Linked DNA regions of Gossypium hirsutum: region 1 is linked to region 2. The links are chromatin contacts, called in public Hi-C maps. All regions are on one chromosome and are shown on one strand. Each heading gives the region's core, a stretch centred on a gene start, on an enhancer-like site or on the middle of the called end of the contact. The rest is flanking DNA. Distances are from core to core; before and after follow the strand shown. Region 1 has its middle 9.2 kb from the start of LOC121223593. Region 2 has its middle 5.4 kb from the start of LOC121223575.

The links. Hi-C and Micro-C count contacts between places; a contact is called where the count stands out from the background.
Region 1: a Hi-C map of leaf shows a contact between it and region 2, with 1.9 times the contacts expected there. The contact joins two enhancer-like sites. A contact is called at or near these places in 8 of 34 Hi-C or Micro-C datasets (all in leaf).

Annotation. Positions count from the first base shown.
Region 1 is chrA03:1,977,286-1,983,644 of Gossypium_hirsutum_v2.1, forward strand. No RefSeq gene overlaps it. Among protein-coding and RNA genes, the nearest start is that of LOC121223593, 9.2 kb to the right of the region's middle. Within about 2 kb of position 1,411, at least 4 of the 9 cell types and tissues checked have an H3K27ac peak or open chromatin away from gene starts, as enhancers often do. A contact at or near this core is called in leaf, where this site is marked.
Region 2 is chrA03:1,888,030-1,894,243 of Gossypium_hirsutum_v2.1, forward strand. It overlaps the pseudogene LOC121223578. Among protein-coding and RNA genes, the nearest start is that of LOC121223575, 5.4 kb to the left of the region's middle. Within about 2 kb of position 2,697, at least 4 of the 9 cell types and tissues checked have an H3K27ac peak or open chromatin away from gene starts, as enhancers often do. A contact at or near this core is called in leaf, where this site is marked.

The sequences.
Region 1 (6,359 bases), core at 161-2,660, 88 kb after region 2:
GGTAATCTCTACATAAAAAATGCATCGTGCAAATTAAAACTAGTTGGCCAATCGTGCATTAAGAATAGGGAAAGATGATTAAACAGCTAAGATTCAAATTTCAGTTTCTTTGATAATAAGGGCACCAATCACGCCAACATTTTCTTGGCATCACTATCCAAAGATCAGGATGCAATCAAGATGTATTAGATTCTTTTGAGCATATGAATAGTTATATGCTTTTACCCTCCAATCCAAGAAAAAGGCTTTGGAAAGAAGTATCACCTAATAATCACATTTCAACAAAAACTTTGACTTTCACCTAAAGCAATCTCCTAAAAATCTTTGAGGTCATTATTGAATGATCCAATGGTTTATTAAAAAAATTCCTAGTACTTTATTCATTTGTTTATAAGAATTGACAACATCATAGCAACGTGATTCTGCCTATGCAGATAGACAATGTCATTGAAAATTAACAATATGTAGGCAGAAACTTAGAGCAATCTCCATCATTTTGTCAGTCCTAAAACATAAAAACCTATGCTGAAGACATTTGATATCATGAGATCAATGGAAAGTTCATTCTTCGATACGAAGAATGGGCTTAATTGAACTTTTAGATAAAACCTTTACAATGTGCACTTGTAGTTGACTATCTTCTGCGTTAGCATTGGCCCAAGGATAGCCCAATATATTAGTGATTCTTTTTGCAAGGCCCATGAGTAACTTTTACATGTCTATTTGCATAACTGAGCTGAAAGTTGAGAATAGAAAAAAGAAAATTTAGGTATAAAGTACTATAAAATTCTTGAATTTTGTAATTTTTCAATTTGGTCCCTGAATTTTTTTGTCCACATTAATATTAAAACTTGATAAATTTTATATGATACTATCAGAAATTGAGAGGAAGAAAAAAAATGAAAACTTTCGTATATTAAGTTTTGTAGTTGAAAACAAGAGAAATCTATGTCTTCGGAATTTTCAAAAAAGAAACGAACAAAAGAGCGAACTTTTTCTTTCAAGGAAAAAGACCAAAACATTTTTTGTGTGGGGATGAAAGAGTGTTTCTTCAAATATGGGAAGAGAGAAGACGAAGCTCTACCTTTTTTTATGGGGTAACTGAACTTTTTAATTAAGGAGGAATAAATGTGGTTTCAACATAATATTGTAATAGGAAAGACAAAGAGGTTAGAAGTTTGATTACTACTCAAAAGGCATGAATTACATTTCATGATTATTCGTTTATCTTTTCGAAATGCATCCATAATGAAGAAAACAGATACTACTACTGATGATGAATACATTAATTTGATCCAGAAGATAAAAGCGATGAATTGCTTAATCATATTAGAGATAAAAGTTTATACTAATAACGTAAAAGGCCCACATTTAACCGAAGTTGGCACTGGTTTATTGGTAAGAATGGTTTGTGTTCACTGCATGATTATTGGATTGAGTTCCTTTAGTCACTCTTTTAACGAGCCCATAATTGCATATGGACCAAATGTGCCAATAAATTTTTTCTAAATTCTGTATTTTAAACTCACTACTTATTGATAGATTTATCTAAGGGCTAAATAATTTACTCAATAGTCCCGGTCTGATAAGGGTTGGACTTGAATAATGATTTTTATATTTTAAATTCGGTTACTCTGACCCGAATTCAATTTGAATAATAAAATATATTTTTAAAATTTAAATTTAATTATAAAAATATATAACTTAAAAAATATAATTTTTAATATCTTATTATTTTTTAAAATAGTTAAATGAACTTTTTGGATACATTGAGTCCATCCAAAAATAAACTTGGGTATGAACCAACCCTACATGACCCATCACACTAAATAAACTCATTTGAAAAGGGGGGCTCATTGCTTGTGGACCAAACGGGCCAATAAACTCACTCCAATTTTTGTATCTTATACTAACTAGCCGACTCATTTGGGCAAAACAGACCTAAAATTTGATTTTGAAGAAATGGAGAAACAAACAAGAAAAGAGAAGGATATTTAGGTTAAAGGATGATAAGCCCTTCCCAACTCACCCTTAGCCTTTTTACAGAACATTGTTATAATAGTACCGTTCTTAACATTTTTGGACCCTAGGTAAAATAATAAAATAGAGTTTTAGATTACTTAAAAGTTAGAGAAAAAATTTTAAGTCCTTTAAAAATTAGTAAAAATAAAATTAGCCCCTAAAAGTTAAAAAAAAATTTGAGACCCTGAGCGGCCGCACCTTCAGATGACCCCAAAAACGGACCTGATTAAAAAGCTAGTTTAATTTCTTAATATCCCTTTGCTCCAAAAGCTATTCTATTTTTATCCATTGCTATGTCATGGTGACACAAGATAGATACAAGAAAATGAGTTGAAAATTGGCAAGCAATCACTACAAATAATTATCTAAAACACACAAAAGCAGACCTTATCTTCCACTTCATTGCTAATATTATGGTCACATTAGGCCGTAGTAGCAATGAAGCAACTGAAATATTATAAGATCAATACACCTTGCAACATGTGTGCCATGCAATGATCTGGAGGGACAGCAAATCATGTTTAACTAAACCCCAAGTTACCAACAACATTGAACAAATTATTATATAAAAGCATATTTGTCACGCAAAGGTAATGGAACTAAAACCAACCATTTTAACTCCTTAAATCCAAACTCCATCATGTGAACAATATTTGATTACATACACATTTATGACCTGATTCTTAAATAAAATAATGCTTAGGAATTATATGTGCTTTGGTATTATTTCAAGTTCAGGTCATTTGAGTTTTTTGATCAAGTTTTTTGAGTTAGGTCATTTCAAGTTTTAATTATTTTAAGTTTACTTGTTCGGGTTATTTTGGGTTTAAGTTGGACATGTTGGAGTTATTGACTTTTTTTATGATCAAAATGAGTTAGAATGATTCAAATTAATTGAGTTGAATTTTAGGGGTTGAGTCGACATTGACAAGTCTAAGCGTATATATATCTATTTGGTGAATCATATAATGTAACATTATTAAAAATAAAGTTATTTTTATATAGGGATAAATCTCAAAGCTACACATGAACTTTGGTCAAATGTGCAATGTTATACATAAACTTTGATTTTATGCAATTCTATACATGAAATTTTGATTTAATTTAATTTCCACAAAATATTAACACAATTATCGATATAATACTATTTTATGTTTACATATTGCATATAAAAATAATTATATTTATCAAATATACAAACAAATCGATATATTTATTTATTTAAAAATGCATAACTAAATCAAAGTTAAAGTTTTGTGTATATATTTGAACCACAATCCGAGTTTTATGTATATAATTGCACCAAATTAAAGTTCATGTATAAAATTACTCATTAAACCGAAGTTTGTATATAATTTTAATATTTTATCTTGGATTTTAAAAACTATAACATCACAAAAAAAACTTTGACGATATGGATATATACAGTATTTTAAACCTTAAAATCATAATTATTATTTTTATTTAGATAATCAAACCATGATTTTAAATTTGAAATATTTTATGATGTTTTCATCTCAAAATGTATGCCAATATATAGAAATGCTAAACAATATTTGTGCAAAACGATAGTTTTGTTTTTATAAAGACAAAAGAACACAACCTTGTGTAAAATGTAAGGCCAATATCAACCAAAAAAGAAAGGCAAAGTCTAGGACAAAATTAAAGGACGACCATATATGGCTAAGGAGGGGATGTGATGGGACCATCAAGCTTAGTGTGTGTGTTTTTGTAATAAGTAAGGACCAATCAATGATTTTTCTCAATCCTATTTCCCATAAGATAAATCACATGATTTCATCAAACGTTGGGTCATTGTCTGCTTCTTGTTTCTTTCTTCACTGTCAAAACAAAAACGAAAGCAGAATAGTGAAAGTATTCGTTGGTCGATTGTCTTAAAAAATTTAGTTTCTCCCACATTGAATGCTGGCCTTTTTTATGGTTCAAAAGCCCTGCAGCATTCATTTTTCAGCCAACTTAACTATATTCAATGTGATTCATTCAATAATATGATTCTTACATCTCGCAATCCCACCAACCTCGTAGAGTATTCTGTAAATTAGAGACCTACGATAATCAAATCCTGTCAACCAAAACTAGGGACCTTCTATCTTATTGTTATATCTCTTGATAAGATAACCAATAGTTAAGAGAAAATGATATCAATAGGGCGGTTAAGCTTTAGAGAATATGGAACCAACAAAAGACTAACATATGGCACCTCGAGAAGGGCCATTAACACCCTTTATAAATATTTAGATACTATTTATATTTAGATATTACAATTATTTTAACTTTATTTTTATCAAAATAATATTTAAATACTAACCCCTAAATTTGCACATGCTTTATAAAATTCCCTAAGATCTAGACTTTAGAATATCCCCCTCTCTCACACATTCTCAAATACTTTTCTCTCTTAAAAATCCATATTATCTCTTACACAATGGAATGAACCATGACCAACCACTGTAATCCTAATTTGATATCTATACATGTGAAACAGACCTATGGTTGAACAGAAATGGTTGTATTTGCAATTCCAAATTGTTGCCAGTATATGATGGTTACTGAGAGTAGGTGATCACCATTAAAGGCAAAACTTGCACATCAAATTCAATGGACTATGTGATTTGACTTTAATTCTAATTCTAATTTTAATTATAATCATCATACACCTTTCTTTTAATTTTATATTCCTTAGTTATCGTTTGTTTATATATCAATTATGAATGGAAGTTCCTTTCAAAAAGAAATAAAAATTATGAATGGAAGCTAGTCAAAGATTGTTTAGTCACACTTTATAATTTGCACCATAAATATATATATATTTTTCACACCATGTGAAAGAAAGAAAAATATATATAAAAAATAGTATCTGTTTTTTTATTATTTAAATTAATGACATGTTTTTTTTTTAAGAAGAAAGTAATGCTATAGTTTTTAAAAGGTAATGATAATTTTTTTTAATTCGTAATGACTAATTTTGTTTTTAATATTTATATTTTTTTGTTAAATCAATCTAAATTTTTTAAGTTAAATTTAGTCATTAATTTTTTAAAAATAAGCATATCGCTTGCTTGCTGATCAAAACATTTTTTAAAAAATGTTGGCGTGGTAACTTTCGTGTCTATCTGAATATGCTTCATGCTGATGTGGTATTATTTTGTCTTATATGTTATATTAAAAATATTTTAAAATTTAAATTTAAAATATTTATAATAAAAAAATCAAAAAGTTTAGCATGACATGCACGTGAAATCGTGGATTGTTACACGGACTACCATGCTTAAAACTTTAGTACTTTAGTCAATATTTCCATTAAGAAAATGATTTTAACTCCTCTTAAAAGATTGATGGTTAAATTCAACATTTTTTAAAAGGTTGAGAGACAAATTTAACTCAAAAAACAATAATGGTACTCAAATAAATAATAATGTAAACATTAAGGATTAAATTTATTATTATACTTTTTTTTAAGAATAGGTTTTAAATGATGTAGTTATTTTAGGGGTAGTTTTTTTAAATATATCATTTTATTAAAACATATTATATAAATAATTTAAAAGATAAAATTATATTATGTATATTTTAGGCCCTTATGTTTAGCATTTTGTTTGGTTCTTAAGGGAAATGTTGCATCTTAGTTTACTTAGTATGATTAATGTCCCATTTGCATTTGTTTAAGTTTTTATTTAATATTTTTTTTTAAAAGTTTTTTATTTAATTATGTTTGATTTTTATATGATTTTAGTATTTGATAATTAATTGATTATTTTGTAACTTGGATTAGGTTCATGAGAGCTTAAGGTTTGAGTCTGAGGACTGTAGGCAAAGAAATGGAGCATGGAAAACAAGCCGAGTGCCCCAACGTGTGATTGCATGATACTCCGTCGGCGCCCTTGCACACCAAACATTGAAGCCCAATCTCTCAATCGGTGCCCCTACGCAAATCCCAGTGCTAGCATGCATATTCTGTCTACAGTTTATTCAACTTTTAGGGGTATTTTGGTCCTTTATGAGTTCTACAACTTCGAGCAAGCTCTTCTAACCTAATATAGGTTAATTAGACAATATAAATAGGATATTTGGAGATAAAATTAGGGACCTTTTGCTAATTTCTAGCATTATAACTCTTTTATTTTTTATTGCGTTCTTTGCCTTTATGGATTTCTATACTCCCTTTTCTAGTAAAAAATTTATAGAAGTTTAAATCTATAAATTCATGAGATTTAATTTGTACTTAATTCTTCTTTATTTTTTAGTATTTACACATCTTCTTTTTAAATTACGATTGTTCAGATTTGTTAAATATATGGTTAGTATTTGATAACTTA
Region 2 (6,214 bases), core at 1,447-3,946:
GAACTTCTTAAATATATGCGACCTGATATTACAAGTTCTTTTGCGAACTTTCGAGTCGCAAGTGGTTGACCCGGAACTTATTTGGTTCTCGGGATGTTCATCATAACTACCTAACAAAATATATTATAGTGATTAAGTAATTCTTTTTTGGGTGTGTAGTTTGTAATTCGTCACTATAAATACATCCATCAACCTTTGCTCTCCTTGTGTCGTCATCACTCTCTTTTCTCTCCGATCTGCCACCCTTTTTCACCTTGTATCAACCAATGACCCTTCCTACAACACAAGGGCAAACCGTCCCCGATGCCTGGGACTACAAGGGCCATCCCGTCGACCGGTCCAAATCCGGCGGTTGGACCAGCGCCGCCATGATTCTAGGTTCATCTTTCATCAACCCTCCTTATTGTCCCTCTTTAGCTTTGGTTTTGGTCTAAACAATGGGATCTCAATATATATCCTTTTTCTCTATGTATCTATCTATCTAAGGTGTTGAGGCATGTGAGAGGTTAACAACATTAGGAATCGCTGTTAACTTGGTGACATACTTGACGGAAACCATGCATTTAGGCAATGCTACATCAGCCAACATCGTTACCAATTTCTTCGGCACATCTTTCATGCTTTGTCTACTCGGTGGTTTCATCGCTGACACCTTCCTCGGCAGGTCTCTCCAATATACTTCGATAATTTCTAGTATACTTTTCCCATGCACGTATCACTTTATAACATTATTCATCTTCAAATCCACAGATATTTCACCATCGGAATCTTCACCGCCGTTCAAGCAACAGTAAGATAATATTCATTTTCCTTTTGACTTAAAATCATCATCTTCACTTAGCAATTGAAAATCATTTGCATAATCGTTTGCAGGGTGTCACCATCTTAACAGTCTCCACAATAATCCCAACCCTAAGGCCACCAAAGTGTAACTGGGAGGATATCACCACGATTTGCACCCCAGCAAGCGGCATACAACTCTCTGTTCTTTACTTAGCCCTATACCTCACAGCCCTTGGGACTGGGGGTCTAAAATCGAGCGTTTCCGGGTTCGGGTCGGACCAATTCGATGATACGGATCCTGAAGAGAGATCCCAGATGAGCAACTTCTTCAATTGGTTCTTTTTCTTCATAAGCTTAGGTTCACTTTGTTCAGTCACCATTTTAGTTTACATCCAAGACAATTTAGGGCGTGATTGGGGTTACTGCATTATTGCTTGCGCTATTGTGATAGGGTTAGTGGTGTTTCTATCGGGTACAAAGCGATACAGGTTTAAGAAACTAGTGGGAAGCCCATTGACCCAAATTGCTGCAGTGTTCGTAGCTGCTTGGAGGAAGAAGCATTTGAAGTTGGCATCGGATCCATCTTCGCTCTTCAATATTGATGATGCAGCTGAGGGATTAATGATGAAGAAGCAGCAAAAATTGCCACACACCAAACAGTTCCGGTTAGTCTTCTATTCAAAAACCAATATTTTTTTATGGTTACAAATATCTCTTTAATGCAGTACTTAAACACTACCATTAAAACTAATAGTCTTGAAATCATTACTATTACGAAGGTTTATCTTAATATCATCTTATCCGAATAAAATTATTATTAAATTGTAAATCAAACGAGGATACCCACAATTATTAAACAAAATATTACAATTAATCCACTCAGGGCGAAGTTAGGCTTTGTTAGCTAAGGAACATAATATCCCTTTTAGTCCCTTTTGATTATGAGATGTTCAATTTAAGTTTTTTTCAACAATTTTTTTAACTTTCACCTCCCAAACTTTTGCCCCTGAATCAACCATTCTCTACCACCATGCGTCCAAAGGCATCTTAAGCAACGCAAAGACTAGAAAACAGGTTATTGATTTTCAATCTGGAATTAGTTTACCTTAAAAAAGTAGTATACCATAAATCAACGGAAATGGGACAAAAAATATTGATGTTAATTCCCAATAATTTTAATTAAAAAAAATAGAGTAAACCACTCAAATTGTTTTATTTTGGTCACCCAATTTTTTTTATTAATTTAGTCTCTCCCGTTAAGTTAATTTTCTATTTTAGTCACTCCACTATTAAAATGCATTAGTCGCCATACGAAATGATAACGTGGCCAGCTTTTGATTGATATAATAACATATTTAGCCCTTAATATTTTACACTTTTTATCACGTCTGTCCTAATTCGAAAAGAATCAACAAATTTAACCTAAATGTTTACACATTCCTTTACTTTAATCTTTATTTTTTAAATTCATAAAAATTATAATTACAATAAATAAATATATAAAATACATAAAATTTTCAAAAAAATAAAATTAAAAAGACTTTATAAAATAGATTAAAATTCTAAAAATAATTCAAAAATAATTTATAAATATAATAAAATTTATATTTTTTTTCTATAAAGATAAGCTCAAGAAAATTATAATAATTTAAAAATATTTTTTACAAAAAAAGTATAATAATAAATTTAAAAACTGAAAAAATAACTAAATTATGAAAAATAAAAAGAATATAATAATTTATATATTAGAATTTTTTAAAAAATTTAAAATTATTTTCTCACAAAATAAAAAATTATAATTTTTAAAAATTTTAAAATAATTTTTTAATATAAAGCTTCAAAATTCTATCATGTTAGCACCAGTCAACTACTAGTTAATGCTGGCCAATGACTAGTCAATGATGATCAATGTAGTCAACAGTTAGTCTTGTTGACCGGCATTGATTGGCTGTTAACCTAAAAATATTTTCAAGCTTCATATTAGAAAATTATTTTGAAAATTTTGCGAGGAAAATATTTTTTGGATTTTGAAAAAAATTCTAATATATAAATTTTTATATTCTTTTTTATTTTTCATAATTCAATCCCCTTTTCAATTTTTAAAATTTTGTTATACTTTTTTGTATCAAATATTTTTTAAATTATTGCAATTTTTTAGAGCTTATATATAAAGACAAAAAAAACTAAATTTTATTATGTTTTGATTTTATAAATTATTTTTATATTTTTTTATATTTTTAAAGTTTTTAATCTATTTTTTCATGTACTTAAAAATTTAAATTTTATTTTTGAATATTTATATATATATATAAAATATTTAAAAATATAAAATTTATATATCAAACACTTGTAAAGAAAATTATACATAAAATATTATTTTTTCTAGTATTTATATTTATTTGGCAACCCTATCTCACTTCAGGACAAAGATATTTATATCAATTGTCCAATTCATGAATCCAAAGACAACCCTCTATTTGTTTTTGGCTTCTTCTATCTTTGCCTTTTTAGTCTCAGATTCAAATCAAAGTTAATTTTATGAAACCAGAAATGTAATTCGACAAACATGTCTGACAGTCATTTTTTATGTCCTCGATTCAATTGAAAAACAAAACACAGGCAACAAATTTTATACCATAAAATATTTATGTGGGTGTTTAAGGAATTAAAAAACAGGGGGGATCATGTATATGAATTGACAATGAATTTATTATTATTATTGGCTACTTTTTTTTTATTGGTTTCGAATTGTGTACAGTTTCTTGGATAGGGCAGTTATCGAGGACCCATCTGTTATAAACGCAAATAAATGGAACTTTAGCTACTTTAACAGATGTTGAAGAAGTGAAATTGGTGCTAAGAATGTTACCTATATGGGCAACCACTATCATATTTTGGACCGTTTATGCCCAAATGTCAACATTTTCAGTGTCTCAAGCCACAACCATGGACCGTCATATAGGCAAATTTCAAATCCCACCAGCATCACTCACGGTGTTCTTCGTGGGAGCCATTCTCTTGACGGTCCCAATTTACGATAGGCTTATCGTCCCAATCGCTAGAATAGTACTCAAAAACCCGCAAGGCTTAACCCCTTTGCAAAGGATCCCCGTTGGCTTAGTTTTATCCATTATAGCAATGGTAGGAGCAGCATTGACCGAGATAAAGCGGTTGAGAGCGGCAACCAGGAACGGTCTTACGAACAACCCCACGGCTCCAATCCCATTAAGTGTCTTTTGGTTGGTCCCTCAGTTTCTGTTTGTAGGGGCTGGTGAAGCCTTTACATACATAGGTCAACTTGATTTTTTCTTAAGGGAGTGTCCAAAAGGGATGAAAACAATGAGTACGGGTTTATTTCTGAGTACACTTTCACTAGGGTTTTTCCTTAGTTCTTTGTTGGTTACTATAGTTGACAAGGTCACTCGAAACAACCATCCATGGCTGCCAGACAATTTGAACCAAGGGAGACTCTACAATTTCTATTGGCTTTTGGTAATTCTAAGTTGTTTGAATTTGGCAGTTTATTTGATTTTTGCTAAATGGTATGTGTATAAGGATAAGAGACTTGCTGATGAAGGGATTGAATTAGAGGATTCAGAACCTGCCTTCCACTAAATTAAGTAGGTTTCATTAAGACTTTGTGTTTGTAACTTTGTATAATTACTATGTTCATTTCATTGTTGACTCTGTTGGAGAGAATTCTAGAGATGGTGATGGTGAAGGGAAGAGATATTCAAGATGAAATGAAATTTCAATTTTATTTTTTCACGTCATATTCTCTTACAATCTTCTTCTACATTCTCACAATGGCTCATCACTTATAATTGCTACAAGTGACTTAATTTTTTTACGCATGCATCTTAATGTGACTCTTGATCTACTATATTCATGCATCTTAGATAAGTACATTAATGTATATATGTTAATTAAATGACTACTAGATTCCCTAGATTCATCCATCTTATTCACTTTGATTAAATACAGCATTGATGACATCATATTTTCTGATAGCCAAGTTGTAATTATTTCAATAAAAAATGTTTGTACGAGCTTTTCAAATTTCACTTTTGTTAATAGTTTTCTGTAATGACCTGGTTTCCAGTTGTGTCAAAAAAATACAATTTTGAAATCTTATATCCGTAAACTAAGTCCGTAAAATAAGGATAATCACGGAGTTAGGGTATTGATGAATTGAATTTTAGATAAATAATTTAGTCGAATTAGTGATTAGTTAAGGTTCAGGGACTAAATTGTACAAGTTTAATTGCTATAGATTTTTAATTAAAAATGGTTTGGGGACCCAAATTACAATTAACCAAAGGTCCAAAATGAAAATTAGGCCATGTTAAAATAAGACTTAATGGACGCTATAATGATGATAAATTAATTAAGTAAACTAATTTAATTAACTAATTTAATTAAGTTTAGTTAAGGAGTAAACCTAGTATAAATAGCAAATCGTGGATGGAAAGATGAAACTTCATCTTCTCTACCGTCCATCACTTAAAACAAAAGGAGAAAAACTCCATGTTTACAACATACATTCGACCCTACATTAGGTAAGTAATTCAAGTTCTTTTCTTGTAATTTTATATTTTGAGGTCATAGGAATTTGATTTAGCTTGCCATGTAGTAACTTGTAAAACTATTAAATTTTTAGAATGTTTTCATTGTTGAGAATCGAAAGTTCTAGGTGTTAATTTGATAGAAATTAAGCTTAGTTTAAGAAAAAGACTAAATTGTAAAGCATAATTGACAGCTTTGTATATTAGGATTAAATTGAATAAAATGTAAAATTGTAACACCCCAAACCTAGCCTAGATGTTAAGTCGGATTATCAAGGTCACAACGTTCGTAAAAACATTGCCAATTAACTTACGTGAAAACTTAGTTTTATTTTCAGAGTAGTAAAGTTATTTAATTAATCGCAACACAAGTATTCAGAAGATTGTATCTGAACACTTTAACACAAACCTTGTTTTATTAATTTTATAAAAACAATCCTGAACGTTTAATCAATTGAGTTGTATAACGTTGTAATTAATTTCAAAACTTTACAACTAGAAAAAACTTTAAAATTCTTATCGCTTAAGATCTTAGGGTTTCATCAGTTATGTCGCCTCGGGTGTGTTTACAAGTTATAAATAACACGTCCGCGAAAACAAATACCAAAAAAAATGTAACGTTCCCAAACAAATTAAAATTTGAAAGACCGTAAATTTCAAAATAAAAATCCAAAATGTTCTTCTAACAAATTGTGTGAACCGAGTTCCGGAATCGCCGCCAAGTCCTAAGTCTGAAGGTCACCTGAAACGTATTAAACAAACGGATGAGCTGGAAGCTTAGTGTGTGACTTGGCCCACAAACAGTATATACTTATAACAAACACAAATGTAAAAACCATCACAAAAGTTTTACTTATAATGTACAA